2 separate regions of the Lactuca sativa genome follow, and region 1 is linked to region 2. The links are chromatin contacts, called in public Hi-C maps. All regions are on one chromosome and are shown on one strand. Each heading gives the region's core, a stretch centred on a gene start, on an enhancer-like site or on the middle of the called end of the contact. The rest is flanking DNA. Distances are from core to core; before and after follow the strand shown. Region 1 holds the start of LOC111881081. Region 2 holds the start of LOC111886028 (aquaporin PIP2-2).

Region 1 (5,792 bases), core at 853-3,352, 150 kb before region 2:
ACATAGTTATTGGATGTTATAGAGACGATAGAGATGAGAGGCAAGACAAGTTAGACTTCCCTCAGACCATCATCGTCGTTGCCAAACTCCGATTTTGGGGAAATTGGTATAAACTTCATTACCATTGTCGAGTATGCCTTCAACCATTGTCGAGTATGCCTTAGGTTCCGATTTTAGGGAAATCGATTTAACCTTCATTACTAATTGCATCGGTATCTCTGATGGAGATGATGATGAAGCGTGACGATGATAAACAATCACACTGGTGTAGACCTTGATTGTTGAGATAGTGCAGCAAGGTTGATGATGGTGGGTTTTTGGGTAAGGTTGAGGTGAAGAAGATATTGACTCAAAAAGGGAGTGGAATTGGATTTCTTTTGGTTTTTTAATTAAAAAAAATATGAAAATAAATAAAAGGAAATTAAAAAAAAAAAAAAAAAAAAAAAAAAAAAAAAAAAACCTTTTTAGGGGCATGTTCGTCATTTCAAGTTGGGTATGAAGTATGAACCAAAATCACACAAAAATATCAACCATAGGGACCAAAACCACATAAGATATTCGAAATTGGACCATTAATGTATCGCCAAATTTTTTTGAATAAAAACCATAGAATTTTACCAGCCATAGGGACCATTTTTGCAATTCTGTCATTGCTATTTAACCCCACCTACGACCAACTCCAATCTGCCTTCAAAATGGTGGAAAACCTCTATATTTTACTCCGATGGACCTCTAAAAATATCACCATTTTTGTGGGAAGATTTGTTGGCCGCTATATTTAGCGGAGCATTCTTCCAACACTAAATCACTTTTTCAATATAAATGCATTATTTTATCATATATGCATTGCTTTTAATATTATTCAAATATGTTATTTATTGTAATAATATGAAAACATATTTTTAGTGTAAAATTTTAGTGTGTGGTTGGAATATAAATTGTATTTTAGTGTTAAAAGAACACAATTTTTGTGTTTTTTAGTGTTTGTGGTTGGAGTTGGCCTAACTTACTAACTCACTTTGGTCCCTAAACCAAGTCAAGGCAAGGTCAATCCTATTTTCACAAAATTTGACACGTTAGCCCTTCTTCTAAATTTTTAATCTAGCTTCAGATTTGCTTCCTATTAGCCTAGAAACTTCTATTTCTAGCGTCAAAAGTTTATTTTGCATTTACTCTGTTATATATATTATCTACAACATTATCCATTTTTTTAAAGCATATATGAGATTTTCCAAAGACGAGGGAGGGGGAGGGGGTTAACAGATCAAAATTTCCCTAGCTTCTGAATGTAAAATGGTTATTTAATTGTAAAGATCTCTACTAATTGAAGCCAGAACTTTTTACCTTTACAACATATGAAGTTTGAGACTCCTGTATTAAGCTAAAATGTTGACATTTATGCAATTATTGATCAAGTCAAATAAATTCCTAAACAGCCAAACTAACATGCTGACCCAAGTTAACTCTGCACTACATTTCTATTTTACTTTCTGCTATTTTACTTCCTATAATTACAAACTTCTAGCATAAATCAAATCATAGATATATTGTAATACAAAATCACATGCATTAATTACCAATAAGAATGTTACATCTCATATTCTCGTACTCCAAATTTCAAAAGTAAACTAAAAGAGAAGAATCTAATAAATTAAACGCCACATCAAACCGATGGTAAAACCATATTGTTTCGACCCATTTTGGTTCTACGGTTTGTAACCACAAAATAAGCACCCATAGCTACAAGAACCATAAATATAAACCCAAATATCAAAGCAGCAACACCTCCAGCACCAATTTTGCTTCCACTTTTCACATTTCTTGATGCACTTTCTTGTGCTAAGCTCGATTGAACAGTTGCAGCCATGGGCAATGGTGCACAACTGGTTTCATCACATGGGTTTTGAATCGTTGGTGGGTTTGCTTTTGGGTGGAAGAAATTGTAGGCAGATGGTGAGAATGCCATTGGGTTCTCGTAAACAAGGCCATGAGGTGATCTTTCTTGAGATTGTGTTGTAGTGAAGGAGATGATAGTAACAAAGAGAAGAAGTAGGAAGTGCGTTTGTGCCATTTTGATTTTCTTTTTTATGTCTAAAGAATGATGTGGGTAGTGGTATATATAGAGGTGGTCTTAGTTTATTGGTTGTTGCTTTGGCCTCAATTTTTGTGATTGCATTAAACTCCTCAAAAGGAAGCATAATGATGGTTTCTATTTCGTCCATCATAACAAGTGGCACTATGTATATGTTACTTATTTACTTATATATATACCTCATGGTTCTTTAGGGAATTTTTTCTATATTAAGTGATATATATGGATAAACTGCTAAGTGGACAAACGAATATTGTTTGTTTTTGTACATAATGAGCTGTCAAAATATGAGTAGTAATGACTATTTTATATAACTATATTCACTAATGTGGGGAGTGTAGAAAGATAAACCAAGGGAGGGTTTTATAAAAGAGTATGGAGGTAAAAAAAAAAACACATAAGAATAGATAAATGCACGATTCTCTCACTTAAAGTAAAATAGGAAATGTCTTTGTCATGTATATGTATCGGGATTAAGTCGTATCAAATTAAGTTTATTAAGTCAAAAGTAAACAAGTACTTGGTGATGTATTTAATTGAAAAAGACCTTGAGGGATTTTGAATGTAATCAATGTTTAAACAAGTTAATTATTTGTATTGAAGTAATGGGTATTGATAATTGACATGATGTTATAATTTGAGTTGAAGGAGGGTAAAAGTGAAAACCAATATGGGGGTTTGCTACTTTGCTTAGCTTAAAGGGCCAGCAAAGGTCATGAGCGAAATAGTATTCAAAAGGGCAAGTAGTGATGGCATATGTGTGTGTGTAATTATATTATGACAGCCTCTTTTGGCTTTGTATTGGCATTCACCATTATTACAGGGTGGGAACCTACATCAAATCGAATGAATACATTTGTTGCATGTAGGCGTAAAAGTATTGATTATAAAAAAAACAAATTTTGTAAACTTTTTTTTTAACATTAGAAAAGGCTTTACTTGAAGAATACATCATCTCATTTCTTATTTTCAGACTTTTTGTTATCATGTTACGTCTCCTTATATAAGATTCATGATAAAAGTGTGTGAAATAAATAGTAGACATTTATGGTGGTGGTGGTGTGGTGTGGTGATGGTGGTGCCATTTAACATTTCCACAAGAAGCATGAGTGAGTCACAAGATCTGTGCGATTGAACATCCATAGAATAAAAATGTTGTTTCACTTTACATACTCTCATGATCAACACAAATACTGGAGGTGGAAATTTAGGTAGATCAACATTAACTGATTTGCAAAATTTACTATCTAAATTTTAATTCGTCTAAGATTGTCAAATTCAAATAAAATGAGAATTTACTTAAACAAAACCATGTTTATGGACACATTAAATTATCAAAATGTAGATTTCATTGTGAGAAAATAGTGTAACTAGATATATTAAATAGAAAAATGGCAATGTTGAATATTTATTAGGTTTTTTTTCAATGAATTAAATATATAGAATGAGGTAAGGGAAATTAAGTATATATAGAATGAGTTAAGGGAAATTTAGTAAACTAACTTATATTTCATTTTTTGAAAAATAACAATTTTTTTTGGAATGTCTCACTCCGAACTACTGTTCATATTCCAGAGTTCTTACTCCCGAATGCTCTATTTCGGATTTAATCTTCAAATTTCGGAGTTATTTTTTGGTTTTTTTCCATTTTTTAAAGAATATCCCTACTTATGTCCGCAATGTCAATTTCGAAGTGTTTAAAGTTGCAATTTTTCAAGAAATTTTTTTGATTTTATACACTAATTAGGTGTAATATAATTAAGTGGTTAGAATAATCGTGGATAAAAACTAAAAGATTATGGAAATTTACGTTTTTTGTCATGTTTTGAGCATTAACCGAGTAACAATAAAAAAATTCATCAAATTGTATTTTGATATTATCGATATAGTCCAAAACTTTTAAAACCTTGTTTTAATTTAATACTATCCAATAAATATTAGGGAGATTGAATAATCTAACCCATATAAATGAAGTCTTTGAAGAAAATAACCTAATTTTTTTGTTTTTGTAAAATAACCATTTTGTTTGGAATAGGTCATTCCGGAGCGATCTCCGGTATATCAAAGTAGATTTCTGGACAACCATTCTGAAATAGTCATCTTTTATCTATAATACGTGTTTGGTGATTTCGTATAATATTTCTTTTTATAAAATCTAGTGCATGGAATCTTAAAATCTAAAAAAAAAAAAAAAAAAAAAAAAAAAAAAAAAAAAAAAAAAAAAAAAAAACTATGAATTGATAAACTTAAATTTTTTTTAAATAATAGTACAATGTTCAAATGGACTTTATCCTCATACCCCAAAAAAATTTCGTCAATCGTTCACGATATGACATAGCCCATGGACCGTCTTTATCCTTTATAAAATACGAATTCCCGGCGATAAACATCTCCAGGAACCAACACAAAAACATCCACAACCCCTTTACTGTTAATCTGTTATGGTACGTCTGGGGTCTTTTCAATGGTCATGTTGGAACTCTTAACTGGGATTGCATCAGTTGATTCGGTACCCCTAGTAATTGATACCCACTAGCAGTTTGTGGATGCGGGCTCACATACCTATAAATCAAATCTCATCTTCTAAACAATAGTCGTTCTTCCAATGACAATCGTGAATAGTCATTTTGAATGTATTCAAATCCAAAACACCCAAAAACCAATGAGCAACTAGTATACTGATTAGAATGTTAAGCTACACAAAAGGTTTGAATTAATTAATCATCAAACAACATTGTATTATAAATTACTATTACTTAGGTAATGCAATCCAAACACAATTATATTATACCACACTCTCGTTCATCGTGATCATGTTACATATCTTAAGTCGGAGTTTGAAATGCTTGTCAAAAATCAGAATTGGAAATTCGGAGTGTGTCAGAATGCAAGAGAGCGTTTCGGAGATTAGAATCGGAAAGTCGGAATGCGTTTGTAAATCGAGATGCGGATTTTTTTTAAATATCTTTCAGAAAATGAATTTCAAAATGGAAGTCTGGATTGCGTACTGTTACTCCAAAATGGGCATTCCGGAGGATACTTGATGGCCGGCCCAACTGATATGGAGTAGAAATTGTTTTCAGAACAGCTCATTTCGATAAGAATGTTATTTTGCAAAAAAATAATTTAAATAATTTGTTTTTTTCAAAAATATACCAAAAAATGGTTAGATTACTCAATTCCCCTAAATATTATCTATTGTTTTATAACATTAATATAGTTGAAATATTCTTTAATTTTGTTTACTTGTGTTTGATAATATTTTCAGGATAAAAAAGAAATAATATGTTTTGATGAGATATTGATATATAATATTGACATAATAGACTTTGTATTACACTATTTATATTACACCAAATCATCCAAGGTTTTAGATATGAACTTTCAAATACTAAAGATTGATTAAATATATTGCTATACATAAATCTCATCTAGAGTATTAAACTAAGTCGATTAGTAAATATGATATATAATTTTCAAATACATATTTTGGAAGACTTACATTTGACTTTATGTTGATACACGGAGAATAATTTTCCTTAATTTGTACCTAAAAGACTATGGTGAATAGATATATAAAAATATATTTTACAAAACGTGAAGCAAAATAATTAAAAATATATTAGGATCTCCTTACCATAGGTTAAAGATTGCCTACATCTCTAGTTGTATCGTCCCAATATGCAAAATTGGAGCGACC
Region 2 (5,490 bases), core at 80-2,579:
CCAATTCTTTTAAGGGGAATTTGCAAAGATATCTACAAGGCATGAACAGCCATGGATGAACATCTTTCAAGCTCAAGCATTGCTTCTGAAAGAGCCAAGTGCCTTGATTGCGGCGGCTCTCAGTACAAACTGGTGGTAGACGGCGGCGGCCAATGCTCCGATGAATGGTCCCACCCAGAAGATCCACTAAATTTGGAATTAATAATTATATTAATTCATATAATTAAATAAAAAGTAAATTTAAAGAAATTAAGAAAAGAAAAAGCAAAAAATACATACTTGATCATCCCATGCCTTCGCCTTGTTGTAAATCACGGCGGCGCCAAAACTTCTCGCCGGGTTGATGCCGGTGCCGGTGATCGGAATGGTGGCCAAGTGCACCATGAAAACAGCGAAACCGATGGGAAGTGGTGCCAATACCTTCATATTTCCATTTTTTAAAGTAGAATATAGTTAGTATCCATCATTGGTGAATTTCTAGTTTTTTAAACTATCGTCGAAGAACAGAGAGAGATGATAAGGTGCTTACAGGAACATGGGAGTCTCGTGCACTCCTCTTGGGATCGGTGGCAGAGAAGACAGTGTAAACAAGGACGAAGGTGCCGATGATCTCAGCACCGAGTCCGGTGCCCTTATTGTAACCGTCGGCCAATTCGTTGGCTCCGCCGCCGTACCGGTCGTAGTATGAGCTCTGGAAAGCTTTCACTAACCCTACACCACAAATTGCTCCCAAACACTGTGCAATCATGTAACCTACAGCCCTAATCAACGACACCTTTCTCGCCAAAAACAAACCGAATGTCACAGCAGGGTTAATGTGTCCTCCTGGCGTATTTTAGCAAGCAGAAGTTAGTTAGCTTCATCTCTCTTTACAAAAATCAAACAGTAGTTCGAAGTGATTTTGCTAAAGTGAAGACGAATTGATGATTGAGAATTTGAGAGTTGAGATTATATATACTTACCGGAGATACCGGCGGTGCAGTAGACGAGGATGAAGATCATGCCGCCGAAGGCCCAGGCGATGCCGAGAATTCCGACGCCGCCGCACTGATCGAGGTCCAAAGCAGGATCGGTCTGGCTTTTGTAACCGATGACTGTTAAAACAGTGACGTAGAGGAAGAGGAGAGTGGCGACGAACTCGGCAATGAGTGCTCTGTAGAAGGACCATTTGGTGAGTTCGTCAGCGTCAAAGAAGGGGGCAGGAGGTGGATCGTGGTAGTCCTTGGCGGTGTATTCGCCGCCGCCGCCGTGGTGCTCCGCCACTTCAACGTCTTTAGTCATGGCTTTCAGGTCGAGAGAACTGAGAAGTGATAATGGTTTTGTGAGTGGAGTGTGTTGTGATAGGTGGTATTTATGGAAGGTAGTGAGAGAAAAACCATAGTGATTAAGCTTCCATTATTGATGGCTTAACATAATTTAAGTGCTTTTTAATTAAAAAATTTATATGAAAAATTTCCCTTAATATTTTCTTATTTCCTTGACTATTATTATTGTAAAATGACTAAAATCAGCATTAGACCTTAATTTATCATGAATTTTAGATCTTTATTTATTTATTTATTTAACTATGCTTATGAATTTTTGATCATTAAAAATAGAGAAAATTAGCTATATTCCTTATTATTTTTTCACTTAATGTCCAAATATTTTTTCAATTAGCCAAAAATAACAAACAAATTGTATTTCATCTAGGTGATTTACTCTCCTATGGCATGCTCTAAACAAAATTACTCATTGGTGTTTGAATGAATACCAAGAACAAAACCATAGGTGATAGGCTTCATCTACTGTTACATACAAGTAACATATTGTTTCGTTCTTTGCATTTAATTGTTATTTTGTTCATACTGTTGAATCAACATAAATAACATACCACATAATAAAATTATATCACTATACATGTTAGAATAAATAAATAAACATCCCAAACTGTAGATGAGGTATGTCATCTATGATGTACAAATGCTAGTGCACATTTTGTGCATTAGCAGATTATACAATATAGGTGGCATACCGCACTTAGGGTTTTGATATTTAATTTTCTTTTTTGTAAAAAAATTATATCCAATATTATTAGATTTCAAGGTAAACGATAGAAAGAAAAAAAAATAAAATTTACGAAGAAAAATTAGTTGTTCAAAGCAGTCATTGAGAGCGTTTCTCTTGCTTCAAACACCCAAATGACCCGAATGAAAATTTATTAACTTTATATATTATAGACTAATCGATCCTTAAACTCTAGATGAGATCCAAAACCGTATTCCATTAGCCTTGGACCGTAGGTTTTTAGCTTCGAAAGTCCCCAACCCATAGGTAATTACGAAACCATAGCTTTACTTAATCATCTACTGTTTGATTGACTATTTTTAGTTAGAGACTAATTTTATTAACAATTAAAGATTTTTTTTAAATTAATGTTTTTCTTATTAATTGCTAAACTTCTAAAACTCCTTTTTTTAAATTATATATTTTATAAGGATAAATTATTCAAATAATATTTTATTTTAATAATAATCAATAAAAAATAAGGTTACTTCAAAGAAGAGATGGATGATATATGATGAAACCGTTGTTACTTTGGTTCGCTTTTTTAAAATATGTGCCGCCCACTATTAAGAAAAAATAATTTGTCATTTTCAAGGCCCCGCAAATTGTGTTAACGGCTCTTTTTCAAACATTTTATGGTTTGTGTTATTGTGTAGCTAAATAACTCGTCTTAAACGATAAAATTAAAAGTGTTGCACATCTTTTTTTTTAATCGAACTTTTGCATTTGAATATTTTTTTTCGTATCATAGCATGATATTTCGGCATAAAACTGAGATAAAAAATCACATACCCAAGCCATATTAAAGTTGAGAAAATTTAACGTCGAACTTCTTTGTCTAGACTTGTTCATGAGTTAGACATGAAATTATATATATATATATATATATATATATATATATATATATATATATATATATATATATATATATATATATATATATATATATATATATATATATATATATATATATATATATATATATAGAAGAGCCTAAATTTTGGCTTAAGAGTTGTAACAACTTCAAAACAAAAGAAATTTAGAATTTTATCATGTTACATGGTTTATCATCTAGGTTGCTTGGAAATGTCTTTTAAAATGAGTTATTAACTTATTGTTTTTTAAAAAGTCAATAATTTAAAAAAAAAATGTTTGGCAAACACTAGTTTTAAAGGCAAAAAAAATGTTTTTTCATAAGGCCAAGAATACCTAACCTTTTCAAAAAAACCAATAAACATTTTAAGAAGCAATCCCAAACATGCCGTTATTTATTAACTCCCAAAAAGACAAACCAATTTGTCTATAAAGATAAACCCGCATGTAAATTAAATATAAACACAATATTAAAAAATAATAATAATAAGTATATTTAACATACACACATTTTACGTAAATACGATGTCTTATCATATGAATAATTTGCATCTTTGTTTTAGGTTGCTCCTATTAGCCTTGTTTTATCGGGTTTGAGTACTCCTTGTGCTGTCATATCATTTGAATATACCGAACATATAGTTAAATAGTGTTTTCCCATATAAACTCCCATCTGCATTTATCAGATTTGCTAGTTTTTTGTTAAAAGTGTACATCAATGAATATAATAAAAGGGATTACAGCTGATAATTAATATTGACGAAATGCTTGTATCTTTTCTTTTTACTCTATTTACTGCTTAATTAAATACAGTTATTTGTTTACGCTTTTAAAAATAAAGAAACTTTGTTGAAGTTGATTTTATAGTAACAACCCACTAGTAATGTTAGACATTTAACCACGGTGGTGACATAAATATAATTTAATTACACTATTTGTAAATTGTAAGTGACAAAATGACGACTTTTAGAAGTTCTCAATTTGGCATCAAGGTATGATAAATTTCAAATTGCATTGTTGTTAGTAGCTTTGACCTTATTTGAGAATTTGTGGTGAATTAGTGCAGATTACAAAGTCTTAAGGGGTTTAGTGGTGAAATTAATATTATTTTATGGGAAGTTTACATAATTGGATGATTTATATGAGATTACAAAAGAAGAAAAGTGATTTCTACATTACATGTCCTTTCCTGTGAAGAAAATAATGGGAAAACCATTGGATTTCGATTTTGAATCTTATCTGTGTACTGAATCTATTAATGAAACATGTAATTAAGGTATGTGTGTTTCACATCTATTAATGATTTTTGTTGTGGAAATGGATTTCTAGTTAAATCATTGGATTTAATGGAGATTTGAGGTTATAAGATGATGATTTTTGTGTTAGAACATACATTAAATTGGTCTGAATCATACAAGTGAGGTGATTTGATACCAAAAGTGACGTTTTTAAACTACATGTGTTCAAGGCTAACTGAGATGATGCATAATTCATGTACATATATTTCATTTATACGTGAATATTGATGAATTGACTAATATGGTGGAGACTATGCGCGATTCATATAGATGTTGTATTTCATTTATATGTTAATATGGAGGGATCGACTAATATGTATTTTCTTTCGGTTATAAATAAAACTTTAATTTGATATATCATATTTCTATTTTCATTAAAGAGAACACTAACTGTAATACAAAGCTTAATTGGTATTATTTTTTGTATGTTGATACTTTGAGAGAATATCCATATAAGCATCTTAACACAATTCCCTGGTTCTATTTAATATGATACAAAATGGTGGTTCATGTCTTTTCCTTATATTTTGTAGTTGATGTGGAACCTTAAACTAATTTATATTAAAATTATGAAGGTTTCTTTATTTGTTTCTGTATATTTTTCTTTTTATCAATAATCATGGTATTCGGTCATTGGTCGACTCTATTTTATGTATGTGAGAATTAGATTATGTTTTTTATTAGTACAGGTGGATTTAAAACATAACCAAATTATTTTAGACAAATTCACATAATCATAATCTTAGTCATTACATGTTCAAACATGGATATGTATGCTTAATTATAAACATTATAAAAACAGAAAAGATTAAACAGCTTAGATTATGATTTATGAATATTTGCTTAACTAACTTGGTTCTATTTCAAACCTAATACTTGATTCATAAAATGATATGCTCACTTTATAACAAAGATTAATGTCGATTAATGTCATTTAATAGAATCAAACGTGAAACTTGTATGATATAAAAATGATAGATGATTTAATAAAAGATATGTATAATGTAATTATAGACTAGTATCACTAATGTTCCCTTTAATGATTGGACTAGCTTTTTTATGACAGGTGGAACTGTCTGTAACGGGCTAAAGGCAACGCACACCCAACTCAAATCCGATGGCCTTATATCTATTATCTTTAGGATTTGTTTTATATAGGAGATGAGTGTATGAGGTGTTTAACTTTTAAACAAATTGTTGTGATTTAAAATCATCTTTATTTTTTAACTTTTTATGATGACACAAATCAGGTTTTCGTTAAAAAAGGTTATTA

The links. Hi-C and Micro-C count contacts between places; a contact is called where the count stands out from the background.
Region 1: a contact with region 2 is called in a Hi-C map of leaf, with 6 times the contacts expected there. The contact joins the promoter of LOC111881081 here to the promoter of LOC111886028 in region 2. A contact is called at or near these places in 3 of 4 Hi-C or Micro-C datasets (leaf and seed).

What each region holds. Positions count from the first base shown.
Region 1 is chr1:82,158,185-82,163,976 of Lsat_Salinas_v11, reverse strand. It overlaps LOC111881081, which reads right to left and starts at 2,102. Exons shown (of 1, transcript XM_023877473.3): 1 at 1,546-2,102. The coding sequence starts at 2,071. The coding sequence ends at 1,664.
Region 2 is chr1:82,012,023-82,017,512 of Lsat_Salinas_v11, reverse strand. It overlaps LOC111886028 (aquaporin PIP2-2), which reads right to left and starts at 1,329. Exons shown (of 4, transcript XM_023882267.3): 1 at 963-1,329; 2 at 530-825; 3 at 280-420; 4 at 1-186. The coding sequence starts at 1,281. The coding sequence ends at 73.